2 separate regions of the Anser cygnoides genome follow, and region 1 is linked to region 2. A link is a contact called in public Hi-C data. All regions are on one chromosome and are shown on one strand. Each heading gives the region's core, a stretch centred on a gene start, on an enhancer-like site or on the middle of the called end of the contact. The rest is flanking DNA. Distances are from core to core; before and after follow the strand shown. Region 1 holds the start of PTDSS2 (phosphatidylserine synthase 2). Region 2 holds the start of RIC8A (RIC8 guanine nucleotide exchange factor A).

What was found. Hi-C and Micro-C count contacts between places; a contact is called where the count stands out from the background.
Region 1: a Hi-C map of liver shows a contact between it and region 2, with 2.7 times the contacts expected there. The contact joins the promoter of PTDSS2 here to the promoter of RIC8A in region 2. A contact is called at or near these places in 3 of 7 Hi-C or Micro-C datasets (granulosa cells and liver).

The regions. Positions count from the first base shown.
Region 1 is chr5:35,063,757-35,068,966 of Taihu_goose_T2T_genome, forward strand. PTDSS2 (phosphatidylserine synthase 2) reads left to right here and starts at 2,388. Exons shown (of 12, transcript XM_048065169.2): 1 at 2,388-2,590. The coding sequence starts at 2,457.
Region 2 is chr5:34,908,942-34,914,479 of Taihu_goose_T2T_genome, forward strand. RIC8A (RIC8 guanine nucleotide exchange factor A) reads left to right here and starts at 2,564. Exons shown (of 11, transcript XM_048065289.2): 1 at 2,564-2,714. It overlaps BET1L (Bet1 golgi vesicular membrane trafficking protein like), which reads right to left. Exons shown (of 4, transcript XM_066998777.1): 4 at 4,780-5,538.

The DNA of each region.
Region 1 (5,210 bases), core at 1,138-3,637, 150 kb after region 2:
ACTTCTGCTCTGGCTGTACAATTTTAGCCTCTTGTGCATTTCTTCCAGCTGTACCAGGCCAATGAGCTGTAGCTCCTTGAAAAAAAGATCCTCCGAAAAGCTGGGTCCTGGAGAATTTCTGCCTGTCCTGAAGGCCCAAAGCAGTGGTGATGGGCCCATGTCAACAGACACAGGGAGGTAGGAGTCCATAAGTGCCCAGAAGGCTTGGATCTGACTCAGTGCTTGCAATGACTACAGAAAGCTGCGTCAGCTGTTGCTTGGTGAGTACTGTGTGTATTTAATTTGTTTTGCACGTCAGGGCTTTAGGCTGGGCAGAAAGGGACACTAATGTAGAGCTTGTTTAGGTTTCCTTTGTGAGATGTGGTGGATGTTCCCAATGTGACACAAAGCTGTGTGACCGCAGCCTTTGCTTTTGCAGTGGGAGTTGGTGGCATCTCTTGGAACAGGCCAAGGGCCCCCAGGTCTCATAAAACATAGTGGGGCTGCCAGGAGAGAGAGGGCAGTTCAGGTCAGTAGAAGACTGTGCAGTAGCCAGAAGTGTACCTGCAGAATTGTTTTCTTCTCAAAGGGCAGGGGTATTCAACCTTCTTGGAGAATCTTTGGTTGAATCCTTCTTGCTCAGGTGTGGCAGCTACACAGACTTGCTCTGTCTTTAACAAGAGAGAAAACAAGCAGAATGGTAGCGTTGCCAACCCAGCAAAGCTCCTTTCATACACAAATGGCTCTAATAGCTCCTAGCTGGTGGTTACAAGCAATTTCTGCTGCTCATTACCCCGCGCACTCCTTGCTCTTTGCCTAGCTAGCTGCTGCCATCATGCGGCCAGCTCATTCCTTCACAGTCACCTAAATATTTTCCCTCATTTCTTCCTTGGCTTCCCTTCTTCGCTCCTGCAGGGTTTTCTTCTCCCATGTGGTGTCTGCTAACACAGAAAGCACCAGGATGGCTCTAGCATCTTGCTGGAAAGAAAGGTCTCCCTACCCACGGGCCAGGAGCAGTATCTCATGTTTGGGTTTGTTTTGGTTGAAGACCCTGATCCTCATGATGAGTTTGGAAAGCTCAGGATGTTCTGCTGCAGGTAAGAGACCCCATGAGGGGGTCAAGGAGGATTAAGAATACAGCAAGCTTGAGGGCGTGGGAGCACCCAAATCATGCATTTGGACTTGCCTCTCTAGAAATGTCTCCGTGTGTGTCTGAACAAGCGAGCAGGTGGCTCCTGTGCGACCACTAGCCCTGGTCAGGCTGCCCATTTGGAAACGGAAAGCTTTGCTAGCAAAATGCTGCCACTTTTGCAAATGCAAAACCAATTACAAATAGTTAATGTTTCAATCTGCAAGGAGCTGGGACAACCAGGATGCCAGGGGTGGAAGGAATTGGAGTGCACGCTCTGGGCTCCTTGAAAGCTGCAGAACAGTCTGGCAAGGATCACTTGTCCCCAGATAATTCAGGCAAGTAGGTATAAACATAAGCCATTTTCTTTAATTATCATTCTTTCATTACTTTTGTCAACAAATACAGAATTTGAGCATCAAATACTGCTACTGTCTACAGAAGCTGAGATGCACTCATGTACTCTTAGCATAACGCTGTCCTGTCACAGCTGAAAGGGCTGTTTTCCCAATTGTTTTTGTTTTTCCTGCAGACAAAGCAAATGCCTGCCACAGTGAGCTGTAACAACACCCCCAACAAAGAATATTTTCAGGTTTCACACGCTCAAGGCGCATTCACAAGGATCAGGCAGGAATTCCTGATGGCGTTGGGGATGCTCGCGGTGAAACTGCCACCTGAACAGAGTCAACAGCCTGAAACCCTGCTGAGCCTTCAGCTAGCCACAGCTCCCTTCTCCCACCCTGTTTTCAACAAGCTTTGTGAACTTCTTGCTCCGGGGGTGCTGCGCTTTGCGTTCGGCAGCGAGGATAACGGAGTGACTTTTGAAGTGACACCCGTGAAGTGACCTGTGTGGGGCCGTGATCATACGATGGAACGGCTGGGGTTGGAAGGGACCTCAGTGCCCATCCCGTTCCACGGGCAGGGACAAGATGCCCGGCGGCCTCTTCCTCCACCTTCCTCCGTTGCCCCCACAGGAATTGCCCCCAGAGGACAGCTTCCCGAGGTGCCTGCGGGGACGGAGGAAGCCATGACAGACACAGAAGGGCCCCAGGGAGGAGTGCGACGTGTTGGGCGACACAACCCCTTCACGGGGGCAGCCCCGGGGGTGGCAGGACGCTGCCCGTGAGGGAACCACCCCGAGGGGCAGCGCGGCGCCATGCCTCCCCCGGGCCGCACGGTCGCCATGGCAACGGGAGCCTCCTCCCTCCCTCCCTCCCCGCTGTGCGCTTGCGCGCGGCCCCGCGCACCTCGCCGGGGGCGCGCCCCGCCCTTTCCCCTCCCCTTCCCTCTGCCGAGCGGGGCCTTTGCGCGCACCCGCGGCGGGCGGGCACGCGCGGCCGTGGCCGCCATGAGGCGCGGCGAGCGCCGAGGCCCCGGCGGGGCGCTGGGCAAGGCCGCCCTGGAGGAGCAGCCCGACGGCCTCGGCCCGCGCCGCAGCACCGAGTCCGAGGTGTACGACGACGGCACCAACACTTTCTTCTGGTGAGGAGGCGGGGGGGGGGCTCCCGGTGGGTGTCGCGATATGGGGGTGTCGCGATGGGGGGTGGGTTGTGGTGATGCGGGGGGGTCTAGAGGTGTCTGCTGGTACTCCAGGAGCTCGTAGCGTGTGGGCACCTCCGTGCCCGTGCCTGTTTTGTCAGGATTTTAACCTGTTTTTCCCTCTCCGTGGCTCCCCGTGTCGGTGCTCGCTGTAGCCCCGCAGGGCAGCAGCCCTCGGTACCCTTGGGTGTTCCGCACAGCTCCGTGGCGTGCTCCCTTCGGAAGATAAGCACGGGGATGTTTTTGGCCAGAAACGGGGTGATTCCCCGCCGGGGGTTTTGGTACGAGCGGTCCTTGCGGGACGAGATGCGCTCGTGCCCGTGGCAGCGCTTTTAAATCCCTCCTCTGCTGGAGGGGCTCCAGGAACCTGCTCCGGCCAGCACCTGCGCGCGTCCTCTTTCAGTAAGGAAACCCAACAGCAAACGCCGCTTTCCTTCATCGCTGAGCAGAGAAGAAGCCCGCTGACGCTGCAGCCCCTCGCCTGGAATCCGAGCTGAGGGCCGGCACGGTTTGGCTCGGGTCTGACATTTGGGAGCAGCAGGAGGAGGACGCTTGGCTCTGACCCTGCCAATCTGGGCAGCAGCAGAGCCCCGGGGGGTGTGGATCTCGATGAAGCCGCTGATACCGGGTGGTATTTCTGCTAGCACGAGCCGCTGAGAAGCGCTTAGATCCTGCAGGACCTCTAGGAGGTCTCTTTAGGAGCTGACGTGCGAGTACAGCGGAGGGACATCCTCATCTCAAGGACAGGAGGAACTTTCTCGCAGAGCACATGAGCGTTGCCTCATGTAGGCTGAGTGAATGAGTGGGCAACTGGATCCTGCCGAGGTCTGCTGAGGAGTGCCTTCTTATAAATGGAAAATGGGTAAAACACTGTCACTTTCGTGTTATCTTCTTAACGGAGTTCTTTTCTGGGGTCTTGTGATGCCTACAAAACACCTGATGCTGCTATTGTTTAATCTCGCCTTCCTGCACCTTTTTGTTGTGTGTGGGGGCAGCACATAGTCTGCTGCTTGTACGGGTTCGTTCTCCTAAAATGCTGTAACTGCAGTTCATTTGTCCAGGTGAACTTTTTCCTTGGATGTACAAATGTGCTACCCTTCTTTAAGGCTTCTGCTTTATCAGCTAGTTCTTTCCAGGAGGAAAGTAGGGACAAGTGTACAAGTGTGTTATAGAAAGGTTTAACTTACCTATTTTCAGGTGACTTTCTTTTTTTATTACTCAATTCTGCATGTTACTTGTGCTGGCATCTAGGAGTGTAAATGCTTGTAAAAGTTTATAGGTTTTCCCTTCTGTTACTTTTGACCCATGCATGATGGCATTGCGTGTCTGAGCGTCATTTACCAAAAGACAAGCTAAACTTTCTGTTGTGTGCAAGAAGAAAAATGATTCAGAGGAGCCGTTTTCTTCCCGTGGCCCTTAACAGTGCTTTTGTGCTGGTTCCAGAAAATAGAAACCTAAAAGGGTAGGTGCCCGCTGTCTTTGCCCACATGAACTACGTGGAAAGCACCTTTTCTCCTTGAAGTTCAGAAGCTGTTGGATAAGGTTACTGACATGGCCTGCTCGGTTTGGAAACGTTAAGTAACGTGGGACTTGTGGACACAGGCAGAAATCAGTTTAAAGTAGTTCAGTTTGCAAAGGTAACTTTACTGCTATAAATGTAATGCTTTGGAAAGGTGGTAGTTCTTAGCCGTCTTCTCTTTTTAAATCTTTTTAAAACGTTGAAAAACAGGTTAGGTGCTGTATAATTGCCCGTATTCTTATTCAGTCCTAATGACTTTAACCTGGAAAATACTGTATTTTAATTACATTCTGGGAACCTGCTTGGTCAGTACCTCGACAGCTCTTTTTGCCATTGGGAAATGTCAAGGAAAGGAAATGGGAAGGAGCTTTATGAAGCAGATTGGCTGGATCTCTTATGCCTGAACTAATTTCAGAACACCTACTGCTACCGAGTGCTGGAAATATTCAGGCCTGCCTGGCAAGCTGCTGTCCTAGGAAATGTGTTTGCTCTTCTTTCCAGTACCTGTGACTGTTTCTTGCCTGTCTGCTTACAGAATTAGCTCTCTGAATACAAACAAAGGATCCCTTTGTGGCTGAGGTTTTGACTTTTTTTTTTCTGTACAGTTTGAAGCATAGTAGATCTTACATTTGTACTGAGCTAGCGTGAAAAAAACACTTTGTTTTTTCTTTATATCCCCACATGTATTCTGTGGCATCACTGTGGCTTCGTTTCTGTGACCTGCAGAAGAGCAAATGCTGATGTGTCTTACAGGTTTTTGGTAGCAGGGAATTTGTTGTTGTTTGGTTGTGTTTTTTTTGTTACCTGTGAGCAGGCAACAAAATCCAATGGAAGCTGGCTTTCCGTTACCTGTGGCAGATGCCTACCGATACTTGAAGCTGAAAAAGAGGAGCAGCGACTTTTTGTTGGGGAGCAGGGAACCTCAGTAAAATAGTGTAATTTATCTCCCCTGCATGATCAATGTAGAGGTTTGTGGCAACTCTTTTGAAGAGGAAACCTTCCTCCCCTTCTGGTAGCCAGTGTGGGGGGCAGAAGGGCGGTGGT
Region 2 (5,538 bases), core at 1,314-3,813:
GTCCCCAAGATGCCACAGAGTGGCCCCAAGTCTTAGTGTCTGTCCAGAACGTGGGAGCTTAGGGATCTTTCTTCTAACTTTGTGTGCCCCCAAATGTCCATGAGGGACCCCTGAAATGTCTGCAAAGGGATCTCGAATGTCCCCAAGCCCCTCCCTGTGTCCCTCTACGGCTCCGCGTCTGTCCAGAATGTGGCCCCAAGAACAGCAGTACGCATGGAGGCGGAAGGGTCCCCGCCTGTCCCAGTGTCCCCCCAGTGTCCCTAAGGGATGGGAGCTCCACAGAATGTTCCCAGGAGGCCTTTGCACATCCCTGAGTCCCTCCAAACGCTACAAGGATGTGAGGACAGCAGTGGTGCAGCACACTGGGACAGCCCAGAGCATCCCACGTGCCCCCTGATGTCCCTGTGTACTCTCACAAAGGATGGTGCTGTGCGTGGGGGCGCTGGGGGAGGCCTCTACATGTCCTCATGTCCCTGTGCCACCAAGGAGCCATATCTCTGTGTCCCCATGTCCCTGAACCCCAAGGACACGGGGCTGAGGCTGCACGTGGAGCATCCTCACACGTCCCCACGTGTCCCCGTGCCCTTTGTACATTGAGGATTTTAGGATGTTGCAGATGGTCCCTGTGGGGCTCCCTAAAGCACCCCCAGGGATCCCAGAGGGTTCCTGGGAGGGTTTTGGAGTCCTAGAGGGTCCCTGGCAGGGGGGCTGAAGTCTCTGAAAGGTCAAGAGGAGATTCCCTGAGGTGTCCGTAAGGTTGTTGAGGATTTTAGGGAGAGACAGAGGGGTCTGAGAGGATCCCAAATAGACTGGGAGGTCTCAGAGGGTTTTGAGGGATCCTGGCTTGTTTGGGGAATCCCCAGGGGGTATTTGGGGTGGGTTTGGGGGGACACTGGCACTGAGCGGTGTGATGCTGCAGGTGGAGCAGCTCTTGGAGGAGGGGGTGCGGTGGGCGCAGAGCAGCGACTCGAGCCGGCACGCCTTCCCTGTTTACAGCAGCTCGCGGGCGCCTGGGCGCTACGCCCCCAGGTCAGCCCTGTCAGCCAGGCCACCTCTTGGTCACCCCCTGGGACACCTTTCAGTCACCCACTTGGCCAGCTCTGGCCACCCCTGTGCTCCCTGTGGTACTCGCTGTACCCCCCCTACGCCCCCAGGTCACTCCTATCACTGGAGTCACCTCCCTGTCAGCCCCGTGTCACCCCTTTGTCCCCACATCCGTGACCAGCCCCGTGTCCTCCTGGCTGTCTTCATGGCTCCAAATGATCCCAATGTTCCCCTACAGTCCCTGTGTCCCTGTTACCATCTTCATATCCCAAATTGTCCCAGTATCCACCCATGGTCCCCACATCCTTTGGCTGTCCCCGTGTCCCCAAAGTGTCCCAGTATCCCCTGATTATTCCCATCTTCCCCTACTGTCCCCGTGTCTCCAGATCCCAGTATCCCTTGATGATCCCCACGTGCCTTCAGTCCCTGTGCTGTGACACTCCCCACATCCCCTGCCCATTTGTGTCCCCATACAGCCCTTACGTCCCATCTGTCACGGTGTCCTCTGACCATCCCCATGTCCTCCCTCCGACCACCTCTGCGTCCCTGTCCCCTGACAGTCCCCTGCCTCCCCTGATTGTCCTGGTTTCATCGTCCCCAGTGCCCCGATTGGCACCCACCTGCTCAGCAACATCCAGAAGCTCTTCTCCGAACGCATCAACATCTTCAGCCCTGTTGAGTTCAACAAGGTGAGGCCATAGGGATGTCCCGGTGTCCCTCAGGTGTCCCGAAGGCCCCTAAGCTGTCCATCTTCTCACCTGTCACATGTCACTGGTGTCCCTGTGTCCCAGTGCTGGGGTTCTGGGATTCCTCAGGGGCTGATGACCAAGACAAGGGACTTTGGGGGGGGTCGATCCCTGGGGCAGATGGCAGGGGCGAGTGTCAGTGTTCCCTGTGTCCCCACACTGATGTGACTCGAGGTCTCTCTAACCCCAGCAGCCAGGCCGAGGGCGTCCTTGTCCTACTCGCTGTACCGCATGTCCCCTGTGTCCCCCTGCCCTGTGTCCAGGCTCAGGGGGACTCCCTGGGGCTAGCAACCAGGACATGGATGTCCCCCACTGTCCCCACGCTGGTGGAATGTGGTGATGCCTTCAGCCCAGCTGAGGTCCCAACACATGCCACATGTCCCCACTGTCCCCAGGCAGTGGTGCTGAGGGTGCTCCCCTGGGGCTGAGGACCAGGCTGAGGGTGTCCCCGTGTCTCTGCAGTGGTGAGACTGGTCCGCACCCAACAGCCACACTGAGGGCATCCCTGACCTCCTGCGTGACACGTCCCCATGTCCTGACACACGTTAGGATGAGGATGAGGGTGTCCTAGGTGCCGATGACCCCAAGAGGGGTGTCCCTAATTTCTCTGCATCCCTGTGCGGACATGACTCGAGGCCTCCTTGCGCTGGGTGTCCCTGTCCCCACCGTGCCACTTGTCCCTGCTGTCCCTACGTCCCAGGTGTCGGTGCTGACGGGGATCATCAAGATCAGCCTGAAGACGCTGCTGGAGTGCGTGCGGCTGCAGACATTGGGGTGCTTCGGGCTGCAGCAGGTGCAGGTGGCTGCTGCTGATGAGCGCGTGGTGCAGGGGCTGCTGGACGAGGTGGCCGCCAGCGCTGCCCACCGCTGCCTCGACCCCGTCCCCAGGGAGCACAGCATCGTCGAGCTCATCTGCGAGCACGGGTAGGACCTGAAGATGCCGGGGGGACAAACGGGGACATGTATAGGATGGGGGGGGGGCACTGGGACATGGGACGCGTGTCGCTGTGGGGCGCAGCGGAGTTGGGGATATCTCTGGGAGGGCCGTGTGTCATGGGTCCTGCAGCAACACATGAGGACATCCCATGTCCCCACACCATCACCCCATGTCCCCCCACCAGTCCCGGTGAAACCCCACGTTGTCTCCCCGCATCCCAGTGATGCCAATCCCATGTTGTACCTGCCACCCCAGTGCCATGCCACGTCATTTCACTACCTTGGTGACTTCCCCCGATGCCTGGGGCATGCTGGGTGCAGCCCCTGCGTCATGGTTGAGGACAATAAATAAAACGCGTGTGAGCTGTGCCTTGTCCCTGTGCCTGGACAGCTGGAGGATGGTGGGGTGGGGACATCTGGGTCCTCAGGGGGATGGGGGCAGGGGTGCCTGGGTCCTCCTGGTGCAGGGCAAGTCCTGGACACCTGGGTCTGTGGGAGGGGACGGCCTCCAGACACCTGGGTCCCTTTGGGGTGGTGGGGACAGGGGCAGGGGACAGGGGCAGACCCCACTCCTTGTACGAGCACCCCTTTCACAAGTGCCCTGGGAGCATCCCACACCTTGCATAAGCACCTCCTGCCCTCCCAGCCCCTCACAAGGGCACCCTGGGAGCACCAAGCGTCTCATGCCCCTTGTACTAAACAAACTGCAGGGCAGTGCTTGAGGTAATTAACCTAGGGGCACTTAAACCTGGGGGACATGTAACCGTGGGTATGCTTGCATGATAGCTCTAAGTACTTGAAAGCTAGAGATAGTATCAGAGCATGAAACTTACTGCTATTGCTGCCCCAGCTCTCCTGGGGTGACCTCATAAAAGCCACTTCATCCATCTCTGGGGAAACTAAATTGAAAAACTTGGTCACCATACGCTGCCTAAATAAGTTGGACAGCGATGAATGGACAGATACTCCTGCTGGAACAGATCGGGAGTCTGAGGGAGTGTTGCAGACACTGCAGTCCCTAATGGAGAGGCCAAAGCAACCGAAATGAGAGGTTTTTGTCTCTCTGCCTCCCTGTAACAGTAAGATCTTGATACTGAGCTTTTGGTAAAGCACCAAAAGATACAAAGCACAACCTGAGACCTCAACGTTATCGACTCTTAAGGAGCAAAAACCTCCCATTGCTAGTGACTGCAGGCACAGCAACTGGAAGTTACAAATTCACAACGTTTATTCACCTTTAGATGGCGCTGGAAAACCCTATTTAAAATAACAGCTCACAGCTTAACTCAAAGTCTTGCTTTGTTAGAGCTTCAATCGATGTACCTGCAAGTATTTTGTTGATTCAGCATTGGCTGTGCGTGCGCGCTGTTTTCTCTAATTTTTGTGTGTCAGCAAAAACTTTGCAGTATTAGGACTACAGGGGAGCACTGAAACCAATATAAACAAGTCACTCAAATAACCAAATGTTATAATGATGTTGAAGATAATGTTGAAGGCCTGGGCAGCGGGATACCTTCAAGGGAATATCTTCATGCCCCAGTGGCAATACTGTTCTAGATTTGAACACACACCCTATAATCATTTCAACTGCTGCGTTGCTATTGCTGTTATTACCCTGCATACCTGCTTTGAATTCATACTTGTGAATTGTTTCGGGTACGGCACTTTCTCAGACTATTTACTGGTGGGGGAGGCTATTTTCCAGCATGCGTACAGATTATACATTCTCAGGTTTTCCAAGAACTTCCAAATGGTGCAGTTCTAAGTTTCAGAGGGTTAAGCACGGTTATGTGGTGCTTTCTGATAAGAGCGTGCTACTGCTTCCTGATAAGAGATTCCGTACACAGATAAATCCTCGTGATGGAAATCACTGCCTAGCAGTGCTGACACAGGGCAGCCACTGTTCCAGCCCCACGCTAGCGCCTCATGCCAACACTGACAAGCAGGGCATAGGCACCAGCCAGAAGAAACAGGCCAAAGCGGCCTGAGATAGGAGCCTGGGGCAAGGCCAGGAGCTAGAGGAGAAATAAAAAAACACAACACATGGACAAAGAAAAGTAAAACCAGGTCTTTATTTACAACAGCTAAAGCAAACTGAAGTGGCCACCATCATGAAGACCAGGCTGTTCCAGTGGCCTTTCATCAGAAGCCATCCGCTTCTGAAATCAAAGCGGTCTCTCCATTCACCCATCGTTCCTCCAAACAGAGAAATTGCTGGGAGCTGCCACATTTAACAGAGAAGCAGCAGTAAGAACCAAAGTCCTTGATGCCTCCATTCCTACTCTTCTTCCCTGCACATTCTTCCTCAAACTTGGAAAAAAAACCACCTAAACTAGTCCCAGTAGTACCTGGTTGGCATTTTGGCACAGCTGAACAAAGGACACCACCATCCGTTTCCAGATCTGGACCCGGATGAGTCCAAGGGGAAAGAAATTGCTAAGTGATTCCAGGACAAGGCCAAAGGAAATATCTAGCCAATACGGGCTTGTTGGGGAAGAATGTGAAACCAGAGGGGGAATGCTTTAGTCCTGCAGAGGTCAGAGGAGGACAAGAAAATCAAATAAGCAAAAGCTTTGAACAGCAAATCCCAGAACACATAGGCACTTGGTACAGAAAACAGACAAGATGAAACAGTAGCTTTGTACAGCTGCTTTGTAAAGTGAAAAGTTTACAGATCAGGAAGCTTATACAGTGCAGGTTTGTCTGGAGAGAAAGCTTTTTTTTATTTTCCTCTCTCGCAACAGGCACAGTATTTTTAAAGTTACAGATTTCTTAACTCCAGTTAGAGGCAGACTTAAATAATTCAACCATG